Regions from separate parts of the Mus musculus genome. Here regions 2, 3, 4 and 5 are each linked to region 1. The links are chromatin contacts, called in public HiChIP or PLAC-seq and promoter capture Hi-C maps. All regions are on one chromosome and are shown on one strand. The core of a region is the stretch at or near the end of the contact, and the rest is flanking DNA. Distances in the headings are between cores, read along the strand shown. Region 1 holds the start of Zfp629 (zinc finger protein 629). Region 2 holds the start of Armc5 (armadillo repeat containing 5). Region 3 holds the start of Mvp (major vault protein). Region 4 holds the start of Tlcd3b (TLC domain containing 3B). Region 5 holds the start of Ypel3 (yippee like 3).

The links. Promoter capture Hi-C pulls out the DNA fragments that hold promoters and counts their contacts. HiChIP or PLAC-seq counts read pairs in DNA pulled down with a chosen protein or histone mark.
Region 2: a promoter capture Hi-C map of liver shows a contact between it and region 1, with 2.3 times the contacts expected there. The contact joins the promoter of Armc5 here to the promoter of Zfp629 in region 1.
Region 3: a promoter capture Hi-C map of liver shows a contact between it and region 1, with 2.2 times the contacts expected there. The contact joins the promoter of Mvp here to the promoter of Zfp629 in region 1. A contact is called at or near these places in 3 of 39 promoter capture datasets (cranial neural crest and liver), 1 of 115 datasets of contacts at active chromatin or transcription factors (pancreatic cancer cells) and 1 of 9 other capture datasets (liver).
Region 4: a promoter capture Hi-C map of pre-B cells shows a contact between it and region 1. The contact joins the promoter of Tlcd3b here to the promoter of Zfp629 in region 1. A contact is called at or near these places in 5 of 39 promoter capture datasets (cranial neural crest, liver, neutrophils and 1 more) and 2 of 9 other capture datasets (liver and pancreatic islet).
Region 5: an HNF4G HiChIP or PLAC-seq map of pancreatic cancer cells shows a contact between it and region 1. The contact joins the promoter of Ypel3 here to the promoter of Zfp629 in region 1. A contact is called at or near these places in 2 of 39 promoter capture datasets (cranial neural crest and pre-B cells) and 1 of 115 datasets of contacts at active chromatin or transcription factors (pancreatic cancer cells).

Annotation. Positions count from the first base shown.
Region 1 is chr7:127,612,586-127,617,545 of GRCm38.p6, reverse strand. It overlaps Zfp629 (zinc finger protein 629), which reads left to right and starts at 2,274. Exons shown (of 3, transcript NM_001362196.1): 1 at 2,274-2,463; 2 at 4,773-4,879. The coding sequence starts at 4,807.
Region 2 is chr7:128,235,052-128,239,359 of GRCm38.p6, reverse strand. It overlaps Armc5 (armadillo repeat containing 5), which reads right to left and starts at 2,003. Exons shown (of 6, transcript NM_146205.2): 1 at 771-2,003. The coding sequence starts at 1,233. It overlaps 9130023H24Rik (RIKEN cDNA 9130023H24 gene), which reads left to right and starts at 1,329. Exons shown (of 1, transcript NM_177001.3): 1 at 1,329-4,308. The coding sequence starts at 1,941. The coding sequence ends at 2,954.
Region 3 is chr7:127,011,567-127,016,141 of GRCm38.p6, reverse strand. Mvp (major vault protein) reads left to right here and starts at 1,548. Exons shown (of 15, transcript NM_080638.3): 1 at 1,548-1,623. The coding sequence starts at 1,622. Pagr1a (PAXIP1 associated glutamate rich protein 1A) reads left to right here. Exons shown (of 3, transcript NM_030240.1): 3 at 673-1,091. The coding sequence ends at 872.
Region 4 is chr7:126,821,172-126,825,959 of GRCm38.p6, reverse strand. It overlaps Tlcd3b (TLC domain containing 3B), which reads right to left and starts at 2,657. Exons shown (of 5, transcript NM_029978.1): 1 at 1,748-2,657; 2 at 866-949. The coding sequence starts at 1,872.
Region 5 is chr7:126,773,830-126,778,324 of GRCm38.p6, reverse strand. It overlaps Ypel3 (yippee like 3), which reads right to left and starts at 1,362. Exons shown (of 5, transcript NM_025347.3): 1 at 1,222-1,362; 2 at 372-554; 3 at 228-271; 4 at 1-19. The coding sequence starts at 488. Gdpd3 (glycerophosphodiester phosphodiesterase domain containing 3) reads right to left here. Exons shown (of 10, transcript NM_024228.2): 10 at 2,680-2,871. The coding sequence ends at 2,698.

The sequences.
Region 1 (4,960 bases), core at 1,025-3,524:
ACCTCTGGAAGTCAATGCTCTTAACTGCAGAGTCATTTCTCTAGCCCCCTAATTTTTTTTTTTTTAAATAAGAAGCTTTTTAAAAAATGACTGCCAGGAGCCGGGCATGGTAGCACACACCTTTAATTCCAGCACTCAGGAGGCAGAGGCAGGCGGATTTCTGAGTTTGAGGCCAGCATGGTCTACAAAGTGAGTTCTAGGATAGCCAGGGCTATACAGAGAAACCCTGTCTCAAAAAACAAACAAAAACAAAAAAACAAAAACTGCCAGGACCATACCAGGAACCCAGAATTTTCTGCCTATGGCCCAGATTTATTAATACAGAGTTTATAAAGACCCCCCCCCACACACACACACACACAAAGTTACAAAGTGATAGCTTTCGGGGCTCAGGGAGTTAACTCACATCCTGCCTTTATGTAAGCAGTGTCTGACTTCAACAGACATCCTGCAGGTGCCTTAGTTTTCTCCAGCAAGCAAGCAGTTTTTTGTTTTGTTTTGTTTTTTTTTTAAACAAAACTAGTGGTTAGTTCCCAGGACCCATTGTCTTGCAAGGACAATAGAGGCAGTTTCTTAAGTTTAGCTTGCAGTTCAGGGCAGTCCTTATCTTAGGCAAGTTTGCTGTCAGGGTGCATTTTACTAACTAGCAGTTTACAAACTGAAGCAGTTTTCTCATTGATTTGTTAAGTATAGCAGTCTTTAAATTTTGAACGTTATTCATTATTATAAGTCAATATTTATTTATTGGTGTTTTAACATGTAGCCTCACTGTGTAGCCTAGGTTGGTCTTTTCCCCCCATTAATTTATTTATTCACTTTATATCCCCATTGCTGCCCCCTTCTTCCCAGGCCTGCCCCTATCCCCCTTCCCTTCTCTTCTGAGAGGGTGGAGCCTCCCCTGTTTCTATTCCCTCACCCTGGCACATCAAACATAGCTAGATGCATCCTCTCCCACTGAGACCAGACAAGGCAGCCCAGTTAGGGGAACAAAATCCACAGGCTGGCAAAAGCTGTAGAGACAACCCCTGATCCAGCTGTGGAGGACTCACATGAAGACCGAGCTATATACATCTGCTACATGTGTGGGGGAGGGGGGTTTGACCCAGCCAGTATATATTCACCTAGGTTGGTCTTAATTCATGGTGATTTTCCTGTGTCAGCTTGCAGTGCTAGAGTCACAGCTATTCACTCCCATACAGGGCTTGGAATTTATTTATTTATTTATTTATTTATTTATTTATTTATTTATTTATTTAAGGTTTGAAACGAGTCCTATTGTGCATCCCAGGCTGATCCTGAAGTCCAACTCTTGATTCTCCTGCCTCAGCCTACTAATGGCTGAAGATTACAGGTGGTGTGCTTAGCTACTATGGAACTTTTTGAGGGTAGAATGTTCAATTGTTCAACTCTGGTCTCCTCACACCTGGGTTCATTGAAAACTGTGGCCTCGAACTTTACCTCACATCTCATGTCTTGATTAATTTGCCTTGTAAAATGGGGATGATTCTAAGTCCTCTCTCAGGATGTGGTGGGGAGAAAATGAGACACAAGCAGGAACAGTTTGGGAGCCCTGTGAGGTTCCTTGTTTAGAAACAGGGTCTCGCTAGGTAGCCTGGAGCTATGTGGGCCACGAATATTTTGAACCTTCAGGTCCTCCTGCCTCTGTCTCCCAAGCAACGGAATTACAGGAATTCACCACTACTTCTTGCTCCCTAAGTTTATGGAAGGATTGCCCTGCAGTGAGTTGCATACCTTACCACCGAGCTGCTGGGAAGGGGTAATGCTTGCCTACCTTGTCAGTTTCTTCCTCCAGGGAGACCTGACCACCGGTGGGGGGGTGAGAGGTGGGTAAGAGGGTCCGTAGCGCTGGGTAGCCTTGCCTGGCCCATTAGCTTCTGCTCTTACCGCTAGGTCAGCCCACCCAACCTTTGCTTTCACCTCCTAATCACCAACCCAGGCATACCAGCCCCAGTCCTGGGTGAGTCCAAACAAAGGCGGGTCTCAGGGGACCCGCGGCGGCCGAATCTGAGATCAGCTTAACTGAGCGGCTGGCAGAGTCTTTGGAGAGAATGGCCAGAAATCCGAAGACCTTCGCCGGCCTCTGAGCTCCCCCAAAAGCTGATCTTCCGTGATTCCACTAGACACTGGGAGAGGGGCGTCATCAGCCACCTCCTTGCTTCCATACCCACCCCCTCATTTTTTCCCAGGCTGTGGGAGGCAAAGGGTTAAATCCCATAGAGCTGATGTTCTGACTCCAGGCTAGAGGGGCCCGGGAAGCTGGGGTCACTTCCTGCTCCGTCCCAGTCACCCTGAACTGGTCCCCGGGTCCTCAGCCTGGAATCACCCCTTGAGAAGGACCCTAGAGTTCCCGGCATCTAGCCCGTCCCCCGAGGCAGGGCACTTAAGGGGTTAAGTCCCCTGGGGCTGGCCTCTGCCTTTCGGCTTTTCCCAGACCCCAGAGCCGTGAGTTGGGGCCGCCTGGGTTCCCGGGGTGGCCTGGAGGCCCGGGACAGCCGCCGGGGAACAATAGGGCCAAGGAGGCGGCGACGGGCGAGGGGCGCAGGCCGGGCCCGGGGCGGCGGGGGACGGCGGCCGGGGGATTGTGAGAACCGCGCGGGGACCGCCGTGGGGGAGGGGAGGCGCGCGCGCCCAGAGAGCGAGTCCGGCCGGGGGCGGCGAGGCGGCCGCCGCTCTCCCGGAGCCGGGCAGCCTGGGCGTCCGCGGCGGGGAGGGAACGCCGGCGGCTCGCCTGGGCTTTGGGAGCCGGGGACAGGGTGGGTGCTCCCGGCCGGAGGCGCTCAAGTCTTGGTCCGCCGGGGTGCGGGGGGCGGCGTCGAGGGCGGTCCCGCTGCCTCCTGGTCAGGGTCACCCTGGGCCGCGCGCACCTCCGCGGGAAGGCAGCCGTCTCCGGCAGTCCTTCCCGCCTCGGTCCTCTGGGGGTCGTCCGGGGCAGGAGGCTGGCGCTCTTGGGCCTGGGCTGGTTCCCAGTAGTAGTCGCCTCGCAGTCTTTGCTACTTCTTGCATGTGGCCTGGTTATTAACTCTTTCCCTTCTACGGTAGGCCCTTGAGTTTTAAGTTTCTCTGTCCAAGTATCTAAGCTCCTACCTGTTCTCGGTCAGCTCAGCAGGGTAACCTTCTCCTCTCCGGGGGGCCCCCATCTCTCCCTAAAAACACTTAGAGATAGGGGATGGCTAACTCACTTCTCGGCTGCATTAGCAGTTGGTCAGCTGTCCATTGCTTCACCTGCTTCACACCCCAGCTACCTCTTGGTGAGCTTTGTCCTCTTTGTCCCTGTGCACAAAGTACCTATGCACACTGTCACCCCGAGGGTAGATTATTCCAGGGATTCCGTTAGATGTCAGCGCCCTCCTGCAGCCCTGTTCTCTCTCCTGGGGATCACCCCCGGGATTTTGAGTGACAGATATGACTCCTTCCCCTGGGGGCTCACTCTGACGAACTTATGTCACTTTTCTGACATCGATCTGCAAACTGATCTTAAAAGACACTGAACAAGATAGGCTGGCTTTCTGGGAGCATGAGGTGTCCAGCTCACTCAGTCCTCCAGCAGAGTTTTTACTGGGTACTTGTCCTAGGTGTGTGATGAAGCATCAACAAAAAGAATAAGGCAGAAGGATGGGTCCCCAGGTGTGTGTCTGGGTGGCTTTGGGGACATCCGTACCTAGAGCTCAGAGACGCAGCCTCTCAGACCTCCTCACTGGGTCTGACTTTTGCAGCCGAGGGAACTGGGCTTCCCTGCACTTTTCTGGCTCATTCTCGGGCTTCCGAGCTCTCCTCCTCTCCTGCCAGGAGACCACAAGTAGGAGTCTCATGTGACTGTCAAGGTCAACCCATGCCACAGGGCAAGCCAAACACAGAACGCGGAATTTGTGGTCTTAGCCCTGTTACTTCCCGCCTTGGGGCCTTGGAGACATTTCCCCCAGTGTCTACTTACTAATCTGTAAAATGGACAAATGACTCTTAAGTCTCTCAAGGCAGTGAAAGGAAGAAGACACCTGGTAGTCACCTATGCTCTCTACACACTTGCTTCCCTCCCCTCCTTGCTTGTCCTTTCTCCTTCATTTTGTTTGAGACAAGGTCTCGGGTAGCTGGGACTGACCTTGACCTTGACCTTCTGATCCTCTGGTTTCCATCTCCCAAGTATGCCACCGAGTCAGGCTCCCCTTTTCCTTGCCTTCGTCTCCTGTAGGAGCCCCTGACTTCAGACTCCCCTTCCCACCCATAGGCTATCCTCTGTGCTTGGAGAATGGCAAACTGCCCCCACTCTTTGTGAGTAGTTGTCCCTTCAGGGAAACTTTTTTTTTTAACCCCTTAAAAAGAGTCAGTCTCAGTTCTCTCTGGGGCTCATAAGGGAAAAGTTTATTGCTCTCAATTAGCAGTCCCATAAAGGAAGAAAATTGGAGTCTTAATGAGCTTCCTCTGATTTGCAAAATAACACGTTTCCAGGCCTCTGGGCATCAGATGTGTGGGGTGAAAGCCTGCCTCCCATCTGAATGTTGGATAGCGCTCCAGCCTTCAGTGCAGGTACAGAGGGTTATGACGATGGGGTTTCCATTGCCTCTCCATTCACCGACTTGCTTCATTGCAATCTGGAAGATTTGCAGTATTTGGAACCAGGCCTTTGAGACTAAGGGGCTCAGTGAGAAATGGTGTCGGAGAAGTGAGTGGCGGCAGGTCCCCGAGAGTCACACAAGTGGGAGCACAAAGAAAAGCACTAAACCTGGTCCCATTGTGTACCCATCTCTCCCCACCAGAGACCCTGGAACCTTCACAGTCTGCAGCCGTGGGATGGAGCCTGAGACGGTGCTGTGGGGCCCGGATCTGCAGGGTCCTGAAGAGAGCCAGAATGAGGCTCATAGAGGTGAGGGGCACAAGGGACTGTGGGCAGTCACAGGGGAGGGAAGAGAGACCAGACCCCATGTTCTGAAAGGAGATGGGGGCT
Region 2 (4,308 bases), core at 754-3,253, 620 kb before region 1:
ACCAAGTTAACTTTTATCCCTGCCAATCAAAAGGCAATACGGCCCAGCACAGCAGGCAAGGTTAGAGAGAACTTGGCATTCCATCAAGCCTACTGTCAAACACATTACTTGCAATCTATGCAAGTTTAAATATAAAAATGCTTCACTTTAAAAATTAAGATTTTTGTCAAAATTGAGATACAGGACAGGCAATGATGCAACTTTGTTCCCATCATCACCATAAGGAGGCGCCAAATCACCCGGTACACAGAAAGGCTGATCCTCTGCTGGAATTTGTTTCCTGTGTTTAAGTACCCACTTATGCTTGGAGTCTGGGCACTGTACATTTGAATTTCATTTTCTACTCAACTTCAATCCTGTCGGGTAGCTATTGTTATTACACAAAGAATTCTTGCTTTGGAGGGGTTGGGTGATTTGCTTGGTATGTCTGACTTTTAAACTCACTTTCTAACTTTTAAAACTACACTTTCTGGCCTCCTGCTCTTCCATGTGAAGCCTTGCACAGGGACGGGTACTGTCCCCGAGAAGCACCAAAAACAAAGTATAAGCCACTTGCTCAAAAGTGAGGCAGGAGTCAGTATCTACTTCTGGTCTGGGCAGGTCCAGGTCTAATTTATGGAGAGAGCAGTGACGTCACATAGCATCACACCTGAGGAGATGAGTGGCGCTGCACCATCACAAAGCATGTACTCAGAGGCCTGGCATAATGGAAGGGCAGCGCAGATACTGTGGGTTGGAACCTTTCTAAGAAATGGGGGCGGAGCACTTACCCAAAGGGAGAATGCCTCCAAGTCTCCGCACTTCGGCCCGGCACGCCCCTTCTGTACAGCAGTTGGCTAGAATGCTGAGCGCCAAATCCAGCGTCTTGCGCAGGCGCATTGGCAACGAAGGCGTCAAGAGCGACTCGGCAGCGGGGGCGTGGCCAGGGGTAGAACCAGCTGACGCAACCGACGAAGGGGCGGAGCCAGAGGCTGCTTGGGACGGGGCGGGGCCCGCAGCAGCCGTTCGGCGGAGCAGGGCGAGAAGGGGGCGGAGCCCGCCGCGTGCCCGGAAGCGCTCAATCCCCTCTGCCGCCTTGATGTGGCGCGTGCGAAGAGCTAAGAGCGCGCGGCCCAGGGGTGTCTCGTTGGTAGCTGGGTCCTTTCCCCCACCTGGCCCCTCCCCGGCCGCCGCCGTGAGCTGCGCGAGGCAAAACGAGAGCGAGTCCGTAAGGGCCGGTCTCGCAGCCGCCATCTTGGCCCGGGCCTCAGGCTCCGCCCCGCGTCTCGCCGGTACTCTGAGAGAGCGGAACTGGAAGAGGGGGGCGTGGCCAGGCTGCTCCTCGGAATAGCGCCGCCGCAGTTATCTTGCGAGTCGGAAGTTCAAGTTCTAGATTCTGGAACTCCGGTACTTGCACAGTCGCAGAAGACATGGCGAGAATGGTATTTATCTGTGGGAAAGTAAGAGGCGCGTGCGGTGCATGCTGGGATATGTAGTCGGCGCCAAGCTTAGTGCAGTTTAAGTGGGTGAGAAACTCCTCCCGGGGCCGAAGAGTGAACTGTTGCTCCTAGGATCAGACGCCCCGCGGTGGAGTCTTAGTGCTGTCCTGTGCTCCCCAACGTGACTTAGCCACTTCGCTCCCGGTACGTCCTTGTCGGCGACGTTCAGACTTGATTGGCAACCCTCAAAGCGCGGTGATCAATGGCTCCGAAAGCCGGACTGACAGACTCGCAGAACCCCAAGCCGTTTCAAAAGTGCTAAGTTCCCGACAGAAAGGTCTCGCCAAGCGAATGAAAGAGTTAAACCTACCGGGAAAGTTCGCTGCCACTTCCTAGAGTCTCTCGGGCTTGGGGACCTTTCCGTTTCCGGTACCGGCCTCCAAGCCTCCAGTGCCCCGTTCTCCAACTGTGCTGATGAGTTAAACGGGTGGCATTTAGGAAACCGAGCGCTTTTCGGCCGCAATGGAACTTGCGGCTCCAGAAGTGACCAGGGAGAATCTAGATGGGGCTAAGCTGCTGGAGAACCGGACGTCAAAATTCCCGGGAGCCCCCAGGTCGCCCCTGGATCGCGAGACCGCGCTACATGAGCGCCCCCTCCTGGCGCGGCCGGAACAACCAGCCCCCGTGGAAAAAATGCTGGACCAGCAGTACTTATGTAGGTCAGGCTCTGGCCCCAAGGAAGAAACCTTTGTCAAGACCAGTGATCCTGCAGTCCCCAAAGCTTTCAAGTGTAGGGATTGTGGGTTGGCTGTACCCAGTCTCTCTGATCTCATTCACCATCAAAGCAGCCATGGGTGTGACCGCCCTTACAGCTGTCCAGAGTGTGACAAAAGCTTCCGGCGTGGCTCAGATCTGGTTAAGCATTACCGAGTTCACAGTGGTGAAAAACCATACCCCTGCCCAGAATGTGGCCGTTGCTTCAGCCTCAGCTCTAATCTCACTAAACACCGTCGTTCTCACTCAGGTCTCCGGCCGCACAAGTGCATGGAGTGCGGAGAGGCCTTTGGTCGCAGTGCAGACCTAGCAAAACACCAGCGGGTGCACACTGGGGAAAAGCCCTATGCGTGTGCTGAGTGTGGAAAGACTTTCAGGGTTAGCTCCAACCTGATCCAGCACCAGCGAACTCACACTGGTGAGAAACCCTACCGCTGTGGCCTCTGTGGCAAGAGTTTCAGCCTGAGCTCTAACCTTTTACAGCACCAGCGCTGTCACACAGGCGAGAAACCCTACTTCTGTGCCTGGTGCGGAGACAGCTTTGGGCGAAGTTCCTATCTGCTAGAACACCAGCGTTCACACACGGGTGAGAAGCCCTACAATTGCTGTGAGTGTGGCAAGAACTTCACCAACAGCTCAAACTGCCTACGGCACCAGCGCACTCACAATGGAGAACCGCCCTTCAGGTGTCTTGAATGTGGTCGTGGCTTTAGTGAGATCACCATGTTCACTGAACACCAGCGCATCCACTTGAGCAAATGACCTTTCCAGAATGTGGCAAAAATCTCACACCACAGTTCCATCAATGTTCACACATGGGCAAGAAACCCTAGAAGTTTCCTGATTGCAGCTAGTATTTTTGTGGACACCAGCCTATGCACACAAGCAAAGGCCTTTCATTTGCAGGTTTGTCAAGAGCTGCAGTCAGATTTCCCACTTGCTCTTCTACCAGGTGACCCACATGAGCAAGAAGACCTCCATCTGCCCCTTAATAAGGCAAGCCTTTGCCCATAACGCTTAGCCTTGTCTAACATCAATGGGTGTTCCAAGATGAGAGTTTCTGCAGTTATCCCTGGCTTCAATGAAGGGACCAGAGTGTTGTTAGTTTTTTTTTTTTTTTTTTTCTTTTTTTCTACGTCCCGAAGGTGACTTAACTAAGGGCCACTAATGGGGTTCACAAATGGCATCTGGGTTGAGCCACAGGCTAGACGAACAGCACTAGAGCTGTGTCTGCCTTCAGAGAAACAAGATTTAAACACACACACATGCACACACAAAAGTCCTGTTTTCTGAGATTTCATTCAGAATCTCCATTAGCTAGACAAAAGTTTTTAGATGCCCAAAACCACATAGCTCCTGCCCCAGCTGCAGATAGGCTAACCATGACAAAAGCAACAACTCCTTTTTCTCTGGAGGAAGAGGATTACAAACCAGGCAAAGTCCATGTGAGGACTACAGTAGCCAGAGGTTGGAGGAGGACCAAAGGGGATGATCAAAGGCTATGTCTTGGCAAAAGGACCGGAGAATTTGACCTTGGGATTGTTACATAAACTCTGGGTGTAAGAAACCATTTGAGGAACTCTTCACCACTCATTAACTCTCTCTACTGCTTACACTAGGGTGCTAGAGGTTGAGGTAGAAACAAAGAAATAGATGTTGAGTTCAGGATACTTTATGGTATTTCTAGGCAGGGGCAAAGGCCCAAGATTTGTCATCTCGTTCTTTTCTAGTCTTCAGTCCCTTCCCTTGAAAATCCCCCTGCCCCCCTCACGCCCTTTCCTTCCTCCATCAGTGGAAGAATAGTGAAAACTTCTGGACTTTGGAGATTCAGTGTGGCCTTTCTGTCTGATATAGAGGAGGTTGCCCACACAAATGTATTTCTACTGCTAACATTATCCTATATGGGAGCACAGGGTTTCCCAGAGCACCACATAGTCTTTGAGCAGAGTCCAAGCAATAAGAGACTGCTTGTTTTCCCGAGAGGTGCCCTTGTCTGCACCACATGCATACAAGTGTCTCCTCAATCTTTTGTGACAGTCCATCCATCCTTAACTGCAGAATCTGGATCCCCTGCCCTCCAGTTTTGCTGCCGTTTATCAAGCTTGCTGTGTCTGTA
Region 3 (4,575 bases), core at 299-2,798, 600 kb after region 1:
CACAAGTGGGCTGGTCTGAGGCCTTGGCTGGTTTCAGCCATCATCTTGACCAGCAGTGGGACGGAGCATTCATACAGTAGCATTCACACAGTAGCAGCATAGTTCTGGCTTAGGTCAGTGCCATACTTTCCTATCAGGGACCCCGCAGACCTTCCCAGAAGTTCAAAGTTTGTTGAACACATCTCTGAAGTACTATGTTCATGCCCAGAGCTGACCTGACATCCCAGCCTGTGGGCCTTCCTAGAATATGCTTTTAGAATCATTCTGGAGCTCTCTCGCAGCCGGCCAAGCCAACAGCAAGTTGCATTAGCTCCGCTTGTACAGATCCACCATTGTCAACCAGAGGAGTCCTTTTAAGTGAGGTCCCGTCTTTCCTCAGCTTGTACTACTCCCGAGGATTCCATTCCAGAGAGGAAGAGCATGTCCACGGAGAGTCTTAAGTTTTCTGGCCTCTACCCCTGCCCCAGGACCTTTGCACATGATGGTTATGTTCCCCAGCCATTGCATTATGGGTATCTTAGTCTAATACCAGCCATCCTGTGTGTGGCCCAAACCTAAACATTAGCTCCTCTGTGCCCCTGAGGCCTAAGAAGGGAGTATTTAACAAGATCTCTAAGTGTGGGCACTTGGAGGGCTCACGTCTCAATGCTGTCATGTTTTCTACCATCTTAGGAAGCTCAGCCCGGAGCCAGAAACGGGAGGCGCGTCTGGATAAGGTCCTCTCAGACATGAAGCGCCATAAGAAACTAGAGGAGCAAATCCTCCGGACCGGGAGAGACCTCTTCAGCTTAGACTCAGAGGGCCCCAGCCCCACCAGCCCTCCACTCCGATCCTCAGGAAACAGTCTCTTTCCCAGACAGCGGAAGTACTGACTGGTGCTGCTCCTGCCTACAGGTGCAGACTGTTTTGTGCTGGGCATGGCCAGCCTTTCCCAACCCAGGCTCTGGGGAACTTGTAATGGGGAAGGCCTCAGGCTCCCAGCGCAGTGCCTCTCAGGAGAGTGCCTGTGTGTTCTGTTTAGTGTCTGTTCGCAGTTTTGAGCTGGATGTGCTAAATCTAATAAAAGATGCCCGATGAGTTGGGCGTGGTGGCGCACGCCTTTAATCCCAGCACTCAGGAGGCAGAGGCAGGCGGATTTCTGAGTTCGAGGCCAGCCTGGTTTACAGAGTGAGCTCCAGGACAGCCAGGGCTACACAGAAACCCTGTCTCGAAAAACCAAAAAAAAAAAAAGATGCCGGGTGATCTTCTCAGAGGAGAGACTGCAGCTCAACCCAAGCACGCATTCTCACTTGGGCAGAGGCAGAGCTGTGTTCCTCCACACTGTAATATTGAAGCCAGAAGAGGCAGAGGCTCAGCCAGCCACCATCCCCCACCCCCACCCTTACTGCTGCATCCTCTGATTTCCTAGTCTCGGTCCAGACCCGCCAGTTAGCACTGATTCAGAAACTGCCCCCAGCTGTGGTGACTTCAGTGCAGCCTGGAGGAGCAAAAGATCCAGTTGCAGGGCCCTTTAAATACACAAGCTCCGCCCCTGCCTGCCCAGCCCATTAGGGAAGTCATCCCAAGTGTTGGTGAGGGAAATTCCTGACCTGTGGCCTGCAGCAGCCAGCTACCCTGCTAAATGTGAGTACGGATCTTGTGACCGTGGCGGGACCCCCAAGACTCCAACCCGGGAGTAGATGTCTGTCCCACAGGCTCTCTCTAGTCTGACTGCTTTCCTGCGACGTTTCTTCTGGGGCAGTGACGTCTCAGCAGTTACAGGAAGGAGGGCGTGGGCAGCTCTGCCTTGTGAGGTTTCACTTTCTAAGACTTTCAGGGTTCGAAAGCACCCTGTTAATGTCCTCGGCCCCCAAAACCTCAGGCGTCCCTGACATAGGGTCTCCCTCACAGGAGATGGGCGGTAAGGGGACTTTTGTCAGGCCCAGTAGCACACATGTGCCACTCCCTACTCAGAAACCTGAAGCAGGAAGGGTGCCTTGCACTTAGCAGGAGAGACCCCATCATTTCTGTTTCTCTTGTTTGGTTGGTTGACTTTAGGTTTTGTTTTGGGGGTGGTGGTTGTTGTTGAGAAAGGGTCCTCCTCAGCCGGGCGTGGTGGCGCACGCCTTTAATCCCAGCACTTCGGAGGCAGAGGCAGGTGGATTTCTGAGTTTGAGGCCAGCCTGGTCTACAGAGTGAGTTCCAGGACAGCCAGGGCTACACAGAGAAACCCTGTCTCGAAAAAAAGAGAAGGGGGGGTCCTCCTCATTTTTTCTAAGTGGTCTTGAACTCTCTGTGTAGCTCAGGATGACCTTGAACATCTAACCTTCTTGCCCCCACCTCCTGAGTGAGTGCTAACATTATAGATTTCTGTCATGAATATCAGTTTTATTCAGAGCTGGGGCTCGAACCTAGGATTTCATGCATTTGGGACAAGGACTCTACAACCTGATGGGTAGAGTGTGACTCGGTGGCACAGCATACTTACATGTAATCTCAGCACTTGGGCAGCTGAGGCAGGAGGGTCTCCAGAGGCTTGGGGCCAGCCTGAGATATAGTTCCACCACAGCCTAAGCTACCGTGTAAGACCCTGTCACAAATAACAGAAGCCAACTGGGCAAAGTTACAGCTTCCACTCAGACTCCATTGCTGGCTTTTCCCTTCTGCCGTCACTCCAGAGGATCCGGGCTCTACCTTCTCTGAGTGACTGGCATGTGTGACTTCACCTCCTTGATTCCCTTCTCCACTGGTCGTGGAGGCTTTTTCCTGCTGCCCTGGGCAGGGCTGTGCGAACCATGGGCCTTGGCCATCTTTTCGGTGGTGAGCGGGACGATCACAAGAGTAGCTTGGTTTCCAGGAGGTGCAGATTTAATGAGAACGAGAGGAAAGCTTTAGGGGAAGAAACAGGAGGAAGCTCAATGGACAGCCGGCCTGAGGGTCTGGGGACTTGGGATTGGTGACTATTGCCCAGCTCTCGTGGGAGATGGTGGTTGACAAAGCTGTTCCTTCTGCCCTGCCTGCCTGTGGCTCCCTGGGACATGAAAAAGAGGCTGGCCATCACAGGATATACCTTTGGCACACAGGATATCTATCCCCACCCTGAGGTGGGGCACCTGGGCAGGACAGCTACCACCTTTGCCATCCTGGGCGCTCGATGCTCAGGCCTGCTGTGGTATCCCACACTCTTCTCGTGTAGCCAAGACTTCGCTGGCTCCGCGTATGGAAAATGCTCGCCTTTGAAAAGCCATTTCAGCTGGGCATGGTGGTGCACGCCTTTAATCCCAGCACTTGGGAGGCAGAGGCAGGCAGATTTCTGAGTTCGAGGCCAGAGTGAGTTCCAGGACAGCCAGGGCTACACAGAGAAACCCTGTCTTGAAAAAAAACAAAAAAGAAAAATAAAAGCCATTTCCTGGACAGCAACAAACCGGAACAGGTCCTCTGTGTCCCCTTCAGTGAGACTGGCTGACAACCTGGTGCTGACAAGCCATACTGTCTCCAGGAACGCCAGGGAAACCTGGCCAACCATCCAGGACCAAGCCGTATGGCTGGGCTAGGTCTTGACCTCAAAGGCTAGAATGAGTCATCAGAAGGCATTGGACGTAGGGTGGGCGATTCCTGGAATCCTTGATTCTGTGAATCTGGAGTAAGGCCTGAGAAAAGTGTGACGAGGACTCAATGTTAGTCAGAAGCCAGGTGTGGAAGCATGGCAATTGTTTTATCCCCAGAGTTTCAGGCCAGCCTAAACAACACAATAAAACTCTTCTTGACACAAGCTGGAGAGATGGCTCAGTGAGTAAGAGCACTGACTGCTCTTCCAGAGGTCCTGAGTTCCATTCCCAGCAACCACATGGTGGCTCACAACCATGTGTAATGGAGTCTGATGTCCTCTTCTGATGTGTCTGAAGACAGCTAACTACTTACATAAAGAAAAGTTTAAAAAAAAAGAAAAATCCCAGTCAGGTCTCGTTTAGGAGAGAAAACCTTAATGGAGATCAGGGCTCCTGAGTCAGTCTAATTCTAGTCTGCACACTCTTCATTTGTAACATTTTGGGGGGGAGGGGCTGTTGAGGAGGGGCAGAGCCACTTGGCACATGGTGAGGCCACCAAACTGTGTCACAGTTAAGGTTAAGGCTTTCTTTTTTTTTTCCAGAGCCTGCCCTTAGCCTGGCCTGCCTGTGTTACATACAGTATCACAGCCTGGGCTACCACTCCAGCTGTCGATTGGCTAAGATTGTTTGGGGGAGGGGCTAGTGAGATTGCTGCTGAGCCTCTGCTGGCCTGGGTTCAAGCCCCAGAGCCAACATGGTGGAAGGTGGGATCAAGGAAGAACTCCATTGAGGACAGGCCCTGCTTATACTGAATGTAGGTAGACCTTTTCTTAAATCCAAAGTAGGCAGCCATCTGGTGGCTGGGCTGGGTCACCACCTTCCCCTTCGCTCTCTGTCCTCCCAGGATTAAGAGAACAGCTGGGGACAAAGGGAGCTACTTGGAGCTAGGCAGGAGAGGAAGGGTTTTTATCAGGAAGGCAGGAGAGAGACCTGTGACAGTGTTAATGGTTAAAGTAGAAGGTGCAGGAATGGTCCCAGTGATGATTTT
Region 4 (4,788 bases), core at 1,408-3,907, 790 kb after region 1:
TACGATGGAGCCAAGAATTGTTCTAGGCACTTAACACACTCAGCTCCTCCCTGCAGAGCTGTTCTGGGGAGGAGTGTGATCTCACTATAAGTCCTAGGAGGAGAGAATTCTCCCATAGGAAAAGAAGAGACAAACATACACCAGAAGGTGGATGGAGACCAGGGTCACCCAGATGATGTCCCCTGAGGCCCAAAGGACACTACAGAAGGGCATTAGAGCCAGAAGTCATGAGTTGAGGAAGGGCATCCTGGGCTCACAGCAAATTTGCCCACGGTGAGCAGGGGAAAAAAAAAAGTGCAGATCAGCACCACGGACAGGGCCCGTGTCCCCTTCACCCTCCTCGGAGCCACTGCTCAGGCCTGGGCCTTTTTGGCAGCACCAAATACTGCAGTAGCTGCTAGTGCCAATTTTTGGCCTCTTCACCCCCAACCCCCACGGCCTGACCCTCTGTGGCCTTGCTGTGTCATCCCTTTCTCTTCTGCCCTGGACCCGTGCTGAGGCTCGTCATGGATTCCAGAAGGAGTGGAGGGGTGAGCCGACATGGTGAGGAGACAGTAAGGGGCTGGATAGGAACAGAGTAGGAGCGATGCAAGAGTTGGAGAAGACATGGCTGGCGTTCAGAACCTAAGACAAGAGCCAGGAAGCTGACCAGGAACTGCTCTGAGGATTTCCTTTGATCTCCTACCCCTGCTTCCTTGCTCCTGACCTTTAAGACAGGACAGGATAAATTTATCCTTGGTATTGAGTTGCAGCAATCACATGAACTTTCTTGATCCCGAGTTTAGGGACCACTACAGATCTGGGGGATCCCAGGTCCCACATACAGACCGCTGGGACCTGGGCGGGGTGGTCCTGAGGCACTCACTGGTCATCTATGATGTGCTTGCAGGAAGTGGAGACTATGTAGCCAGCTGTGGAGGCCATGATGGCTTGGACAGAGGACACCAACCTAGGAAGACAGAGGAAGGAGTGACAATCAGGTGTGCGTCTCCCGTCTCTGTGTTGTGGAAACCCTACCCCTCAGGATTCCACATCAGCCTCCACCTAAGCCAGGCTTTCCCACCATCACTTTCAGCCAAGCTGCGCTTAGCTTCCATCCTCAGTTCCCGCCTCTCCCAGCCTTCTTCATTCCTAGTTTGTGCCAGTGGAATCATCTTCTTCCCAGGACACCAGGGAGGCGTCCTGAGGTGAGCCAGTGCCTAACAGTGAGCTCTCTCTCCCTGGGGAGGGAGGGAAGGGACCCATGAGGGCTAAGGGAGTCCCAGTTGTCCCTGCACCCAGACACCATGAGGCTCATACTTAGAGTCACTGGCCCCAGTGACCCCAGCCCCCCCCCCCCCCACACACACACTTTCCCACTATTTTCCTGATTCTTACCATGGCCCTCTTCCTGGCGGCCCTATTCTAGAGATATACAAGTTTCACTGTCTACTTTTCTACACCTTGACCCCCAAACACTAGCCCTGAAAAACACAGTCTTGCCCCTTGGCTTGCTCCTGGGTGTCTTGTGGGACTGTTTAGTCACATGCTGCCCTGCTTTAGAGGGAGGATAGGAAGGTGCTAAGGGAAGCAAGCTCAAGCTCAATAGTAGTCCAGATGGCTGGGTTTCAATGAGGTCCAAGGAGGGAAGGAAGCTTGGATGTAACCTACCCACCACTACTGAGCCCAGGGGCGTGCTGGGGTCCCTTCCCCATGAAGCCTGTTGGAGAGAGAGGGGCTGAACTCTCGGGGAAGGCATGCCATTTACCTGGCGGAGACAATGACTGCGTCGGCCTCCTCCCAGCGCAGCTGGGGCAGCCTCTGGAGCGTGTTCTTGGATAGGAGGAAGAGTCCGGGGAACACCACCCCCCCAGCCACCATTGGGGTAAGCATGGTGACTTGAACCCGGGCAGGGAGACCAGAGGGTCCAGAAGGGACAGGAAGGCCAAATTGAGGGAGGGAGTTGGAGGTGAAGAAGGGATTGCCAAGCCAGAAAGGGAGAGAGAAAGAGGGAGGGGGAGGCACAAAGGGGCCAGGGCGGGGACAGGATGGGACAAGAGGACCAGTTCAGGGCAAGGGAGAAAGGGACTTCAATGAGATTGGGGACACAGAAAGAAAGGGCTAGCTAGGTGGCGGGGGGGGGGGGGGGACGACAGAGCGCTGGTGAGAGGATGGGGAGAGACTACCAAGGGAGGACTTGATGAGAGGACCAAGAGGGAGAGGGGACAGGAGGAGGAAGATGCAGTGGGGGAGGGGAGGGAGAACCGCGGCAGGTGGGGGGGGGGCTTACGTGGAGAGGCTGGGAGGGCCCAAGGAGGCGGGGTGGGGGACGGTGGTGCCAGCCCTGAAAAAAGGGAGGGAGGAAAGGACGGAGCGGAGCGGAGCGGAGGCGCAGCTGGGCAAGCGGTCACCAGTCAACACCGCTCTCCCGCCACCACAGGCTACCACCTCCTCCTGCTGCTGCCGCTAGAGCCCCGCTGCCCTGTGCAGACACCGCACATGGCATTATAGAGTTGGTGCCCAGCCCCCTGCCCCCTCTGTGAGGAGGGGGAGGGGGAGGGGAAGCCACCAGCTTGGGGAGGGTGGGAGAGGGGGAGGGAAATGATGGCACCGACCAGACACCAAGAAACCGGACCTGCAGCAGCGTTGTCTCCCATGCAGCTCTGAGCCACAGCAGCGGCTGCGACAGAGATGGGGGGGGACAAGGAAAGAGGGAGGGGGAGGCCCTTAAAGAGACAGGAGCTGCAGTGCAGGGGGCTGCTGGGGACAAGGGCTTAGGGAAAGGATGGCTCTTCTCTTAAACCCCCCCCCCCCCCCGGACACCTCCACCTAGCAGGAGTACTGAGCCGCCTTTCCTGTCAGCACTTTAAAAATGTCTGGCATTTCCTTCTGCTGGTGCTTATAAACATAAATGGGTGTCCCTCAGTGGCCTGCAGGGATCTCAGCTTAGGGGTGCTCACTCCAGCCAAGAAGATTTCCTGAAGAAAGCAGCCTGAGTAGATGGTGTGTTCCCTGAAGGCACAGATAGGAACAAGCCATTTCACGGTGTCCTTCAGACCCACAGCCCCCTCCACCCCGCCCGTCCGCCTCTCCAGTCAGAGGGAGTGGAAACTACATCAGTCACCTCGCTTGCACTCCGACTCGCACCACAACGAGTCACTCCCTCAGGAGTGTGGCTCACTATTGTGACAGCCCAGGGGGAAATCTATGCTCCTATGCTCTTCAGAGGTCAGGGGATAGCCCTGAGGTGGGAGCCAAGGTTCCCCAAGATCAGAAAGTTAAGATGTGACAGGAACAGAGCTAAGTGGGAAGAGATGGCTGGCTGTCAGAGCCCTCCAGCATGGCTTTGATGGCTAGCACCAGGGCACTGGGAGACAGGAAGCAGTCATGTAGACCTGGTGGCACTCCAGGAGCAGGAGGATCACTCCTGGTAGCCAGCTTGGGCGACAGAGGAAGTGCTCGCCTGGGAGAGAGGGTTAGAAGGTGGGCTTGAAGAGCAGAGGGTGCTTGCTGCCTGGAAAACCCAGTGGAGTTATGGAAGCCGGGGCCCCTCCCTCAGGCCAATGGCCTCCTGGAGTCCCCTTTTCCTTGTTGCCTTGGTTCCCTGTCCTCGGCCACTCCTCAGAACAGTCCTGCTTACACAGAAGAGCCTGGTGGCTGGCTGACTCAACTTCCTCCTTTAATCCAAGGGGAAGAGCAGCCCCGTGCTTTGGCCAGGGTAATTTAGGCCTAGCACACAACTACTAATGCTCACTCTCACATGGCCTCTTAGAGCCTGGCCTTTCCCAAACCCATCTGTCCTTCAGACTTGTATATCATGGGGACTGACACCTCACTGTAGCTTGAGTTTCTCACTGACCCTGAGATGAGCCTACTTATCTACTGACAACTGACCTTTCCAGCCCACAGCCTACTCCCTCTGCGCCCTAGAGGAAGGGGCCAATTCGCTATTTTGTGCTGCCCTCTAGTGGCAGTCTGTGGGAGTGGCTGAGGGAAGTCTTGACACCCGCAGGAGTTGGGGCTACTATTAGAGACCTTCGTAGACCTGGAAACCACAGGGGAAGAGGTCCACTTTCCCAGGTCTTACTACAGACTGAGCATGGTTTATGTCAATGCTTCTTAAGTCTTCTAGGGGTTGAGGAAGGAGAAACCAAGGCTTAGAGGGTTTATTAAAGTGTCAAGATAACATAGCTATGTTCATTATTAGTAAAGTAGGATTTCAAGCTTATGTTTGCTTCACTTCAGGAAAATCCAAAGACAGTGGTGACAGGAGGCAGAGGAGGCAGAGCCCTGGGGTGCACAGGAGACAGAGGAGGCAGAGCCCTGGGGCTTCCAGGACAACCAGGTCTATACAGCAAAATCCCGGCAAAAATCCCAGGCTAGTCAGGAATACATAGGAGACCCTGTCAAAAAATAGATGCACTTAGCCTAGCTTGAGCTACTAGATGAAGGGACAGGCCTGAAATTCCAGCACTCAGAAGGCTGAGGCAGGAGGCTCACTAAGAGTAACGGGATAAAACAAAATACAAAACCTTTCAAAAGTTAGAAGATGTAACCTGGGCTACAGAGAGAGACCCTACCTAAAAAACAAAACAAAAAATAACACACACAAAAACAAAACAGCAAGGAACAAAAGCACCAAGGCTCTAAGCTGGGGCGGTGACATGGATCAGAACGTGTCTGTGAACACAGACGTGGTCAGGGGATCCAGAGCTGACTGTGGATAGCACAGGCTGCAGCAGAACAAGACAGGTTTCGGGTTTGTGCTTTTGATTTTCGTTTTTCTTTTCTGGGGATTTACAGAGTCTC
Region 5 (4,495 bases), core at 113-2,612, 840 kb after region 1:
CCCGCAGCCCACATTCACTCTGTGGGGACAAAGGGTAGTCCCAGGGAGGGTCTCAGCAGCCCAGAGCCACCCTCTAGCTAGTATGTTAAGTGTCTGGTCTTAGCCTCTAAGAGGAGCCTGATCATGGCTTCCTGTCAGAAACAAGGGACTCTGGGAATATCAGCATACCAGGGAGTCACAGGTCACAACAGAGGTCAGGAAAAGAAAGGAAGGAGATGAATACTCACACAGAGTTGAAGAGGTAGGCACGTCCCTGACTGCCCTGGAAGGACTGGAGGGTAGTGGGGAGACGAGAGGAGGGGGTTAGGGCTATTGGTGGGGAGTTGCCAGGCAGCCCATTGCCATTCTAGACTAAAATGTGACCTGCTTACCTTGGAGATGAGGTCGTCGTGGTTGGCCAGGTGAGCACGGCAGTGGGCACAGCTATACCTCCGGTGACAGTCATCCAAGTAGGCCTGAAACGTCTTGGGCTTTGAAATCCGCACCATGGCGGGGGCCAAGGGCAGTGGCCCCACGCGGGGAGCGGCCCACGGGGAGCAGAGGGAGCCCAGTGCCTGCCAGGAAGGAGAGGTGGACGATCAGGACTAAGGCCACACACATGTAGACAAGCCCAGAACTATGGGGACTCTGTCACACTTGGCTGCTCTCTCCTTTCCCTAGAGCCAGCAGTCTCACCAGGGACCAGAGTCATCTCAGTTTTGACTCACTGAGGAGGCCTCAGGTTGCATCAGCGGGTAAACTGAGGCTAGGAGGAGCTCTAGGTGAGTCACCCACCAGCTTCTGGCCTCACCCCTGCTGAGCTGGCATCTGAACTGGCATCTGAAACGTGAAGAAGGGGCTTCAGAGTGGATGGGCTGCCAGTTTTCAGTTTTGAGGAATGGGGGGGGGGGGCAGAAACTGACTGGTCCTTGGGACCCTAGTTGGACTAGTGATAGGGCAAATGTGGGGTATATGGAGTTCGCTTGGGGAAAGGGTCTCTCACCTGGAGGAGGCAGGCCTCCCCAAAGGAAGAGGGTCCCCTAGAGAGAGGAGGGGTTTTTACCTGCAGGCGCTGAGCCTCATCTCCGCCGAGGGGAATCTTACCTGCATCGCCAAGCCTTACCTGAGACCCCGGGGCTCACCTGGGGCGAGGGGATGGGGGCGTGCGCGGGGGAAGGGGCAGTCCTCGCTTGCGGGGCGGGGGCGCGGGGCAACGCGCAGAGACGTCGGTCCAGGCCTCACCTCGCCTGGGCGCGTGGAGGGCCCGGTCCGCGGGGTGGCCTGGCCTGGGAGTGGGGGGCGCTCCTGATGGGCGCCGTCCCCCCCGGCCCGGTTCACAGCCGCCTCGACTTGTTTACACCGAGACCAGCTGCTGCCGCGGCTGCGGCGGGAGGGGGAGGGGGCCGGCCTCCTGTCCCGGCGGCCTTCGTGGCCAATCGGAGCGCCTCATGCAAATGAGGGGGCGCGTCATACGGCGGCCAGCGCAGGCTGGGCTGCCCTTCCCCCTGCTCCGGGCTCCCGCTAGCCGTCTCGCCCGGAAATGCGGCTACGACTTGCAGCCTAACCCAGAGGCTAACCCGGGCGTGATTGCACCTCTGCTGCTCTGCTATCTCGGGTGCTCAGAGACAAGGATCCTAACCCGGCATGGGGCTAATAAGAGCGTGTTATCTGTATGCAAACCCCTGGGAAATAGTCGTAATTGTCTTCGTTTATCCACAGACCACTGTCTCCATTTGACCAGTTTCCTGAGGCTTGGAGAAGAGATCCTCTCCAGAGATTATCCAGATGGTAAGAGTCAAAGTTGGAATTCACACTTTTCCCAAGCACGTGGAACAGATTGTTAGAAGGGAACTAAAGGTGTCCTTCTATTAGACTCCCAGGAACCAACGCTTTAAAAATCTCTACTGCTGAGCATCATCTGCTCCAGGCATTCTCTGGTATGCCTGACCTCGAGGTTTCTGTAGGTCTGACCCCAGTGAAAATGTCTGTTTAATCGTGTGTCTGGTATACTTAGACTTGTGTTCACTGCAGAGTCCCAGGAACCAGGCAGGCTTGAAAAGTGCTGCACTGGGAATATTTATTAAATGAACTCCAATGTTGGAGATCAGAAAGTGGACAGCAGGTACTGTGGGAGAGCCTGCGAGCTAATCCATGCCTGCCTGCTGCAGTACAGCTCAGCACATAAGGTGCCCAACATCAGTAACATGAGGAAATTCCGTCCCTTGCATATGCCTGGGTCTCTTAATGGTTTCAGGACAACCACTCATCTCTGAATCTCTAGAGTCTAGGTCCAGGACGCTTGGGCTAGCATGCTTTAGAGTGGAGGCCAAGCTGGCACAGGGTGTGGTGCCACTCTGCTGGGTCTGGAATGTAGTGGAACAAGTGGGCCAGCCTACTGACACCCCCAGGCTTTTATTTGCAGGGGTGTCAGTGGGCAGAGTCTCACTTTGTAGCCCTGGCATTATAACTCACAGAAATCCACCTGCCTCTGCCTTCCAAGTACTGAGGTTAAAGCCTAGGCCTAGCTCACCACAGGCTTTCTTGATCTCTCCTAAGATGCTATGTGCACTTGCTTGCAGTAAACTCTGAGCTGCATTCATGGTATGCAAGCCTTCTACCACCAACTTCCATCCCCAGCCGCTAATGCCATCTTTTTAGCCTCCCGAATCGACCCTCCAACCCCTTGTTCCATGAACTATGTTACTGACAAGAAAATATTTATTTTTTAAGAGAAAGACAGGACAGGGCCTCAGGCTGAGGAGGCTGGGTCTCTTCTTCCTGCTTGTCCAGGTAGTGTCTCAGGGCTGTGGGGTAATCGGTCATGACGCCATTGGCTCCCAAGCTGAAGGCCACTTCAAAATCCGATTCTTCATTAAGGCACCAAAATAGCACCTGAACAGAGGAAGAAAACAAGTTAGTTTCCAAACACCAACCCCAAGCTTCCTTTCGCGTCCAGGAGGTGGCAGCCCCTCCTTCTGCACAGACCTCCCAGAACCGGGTGTCCTGGAGCTGATGGTTATCTTTTTTAGAAATTTCCAAATTGGTTATTAAACACAGCTCCTGTCAAAACTTAGGTATAGGATCTTGGAGCCAAGTGTGGCCATGCATGTTTGTAACTCTGCACTTGGGAGGCCATCTGGGCTACACAGAGTAGCAGCCCGCTGGGGTTAGCTAGTAAGCCTCTGCCTCAAAAACAAATACATAAACCATGTAATTACATGAACTTGCAGTTGAACAGTCTCAGAACTCAGGATGCAGAGGTAGGTGGATCTCTGCAAGTTTTAGGCCAGGTCTATATAGTAAGTTTTAGGCCAGCCAGAGTTGACAGTGAAACATTGTCTCAAAACAAACAAGGAATTCAATAAAAACAAAAGTAAAGCTCTTAGTGTGGTGGTACAATGTTTGTTTTTATAGCACCGAGATAGAAGGGAAAGGAATGCAAAGATACCTTGTGTTACACAGGGAGTTCAAGGGCCAGCCTGGGCTGTATGAGACCTGTGACAAACAATCCAAGAGCTGGGGCTGTTGCTCAATGGTTTAACCCTGGCCTCTTATGTGCAAAGCCCTGGGTTTGATTCCCAGTACTACAAAACAAATCAAACACAAACACACACAGGGGCCAGTGACATGACTCAGCAGGTAAAGTCACCTGAGGAGCTGCGCTAGATCCCCAGGAACCACAGGATGGAAGGAGAGGACTGAGTCCTGCAACCACACCCTGTGACCTCGACAGGAAGTGTGGGGTGTGCCCCCCCCAATACATGTAATATATGTTTTAAGTTAGATACTGAAAAGCCCATCACTGATTATTTTATAATTTATGGTCTCCTTTCCCTTCCCTCTCCTCCCCTCTCTTCTCCTACTCTCTCTTCTCTTCTCTTGTTAGGGTCTCATGTAACCAAGTTGGCCTCAGACTCTTGGACCTTGGACTTCTGTCCTGTTTCCATCTCTGGTGCTCAGGTTTCGGGTATGTTCCACTATACCTGTTTTTTTGTTTTTTTGTTTTTAAATTTCTTTTTCCTTTGCTGTTCTTTTTTTCAATTTATTTGCATTTATTTTAAAATTTAAAAAATGTATTTGTCTGCATATATGTTTGTTTACCACATATATGTCTGATGCCAACAGCCGTCTGAACCCCTGGAACTGGTGTTATGAATGATTGTAAGACAGTGATTATGGGTGCTGGGAACCAAACTTGGACCCTCTAGAAGAACAGCAAATGCTCTTAATTGCTGAGCCATTGCTCCCATCCCATTACTTTTTTTTTTTTTTTTTTTTTTTTTGAGTGCCGGTGACTGAACCCAGGGCTTTGGGGCTGCTAGGCAAGTCCTCTACCAAATGAGCCACATCCCCAGCCATTGGTTTCTATTTTTTAACAATTTTATTTTATTTATTTATTTATGAGGGGGCGGATGCACATCACACCAAGTGTGTAGGCTAGAGGACAGCTCTTAGGTCATCAGGGTGATGGCAGAAGCCTTTAGCCACTGAATCACTTTACTGCCTTCCTTGTTTG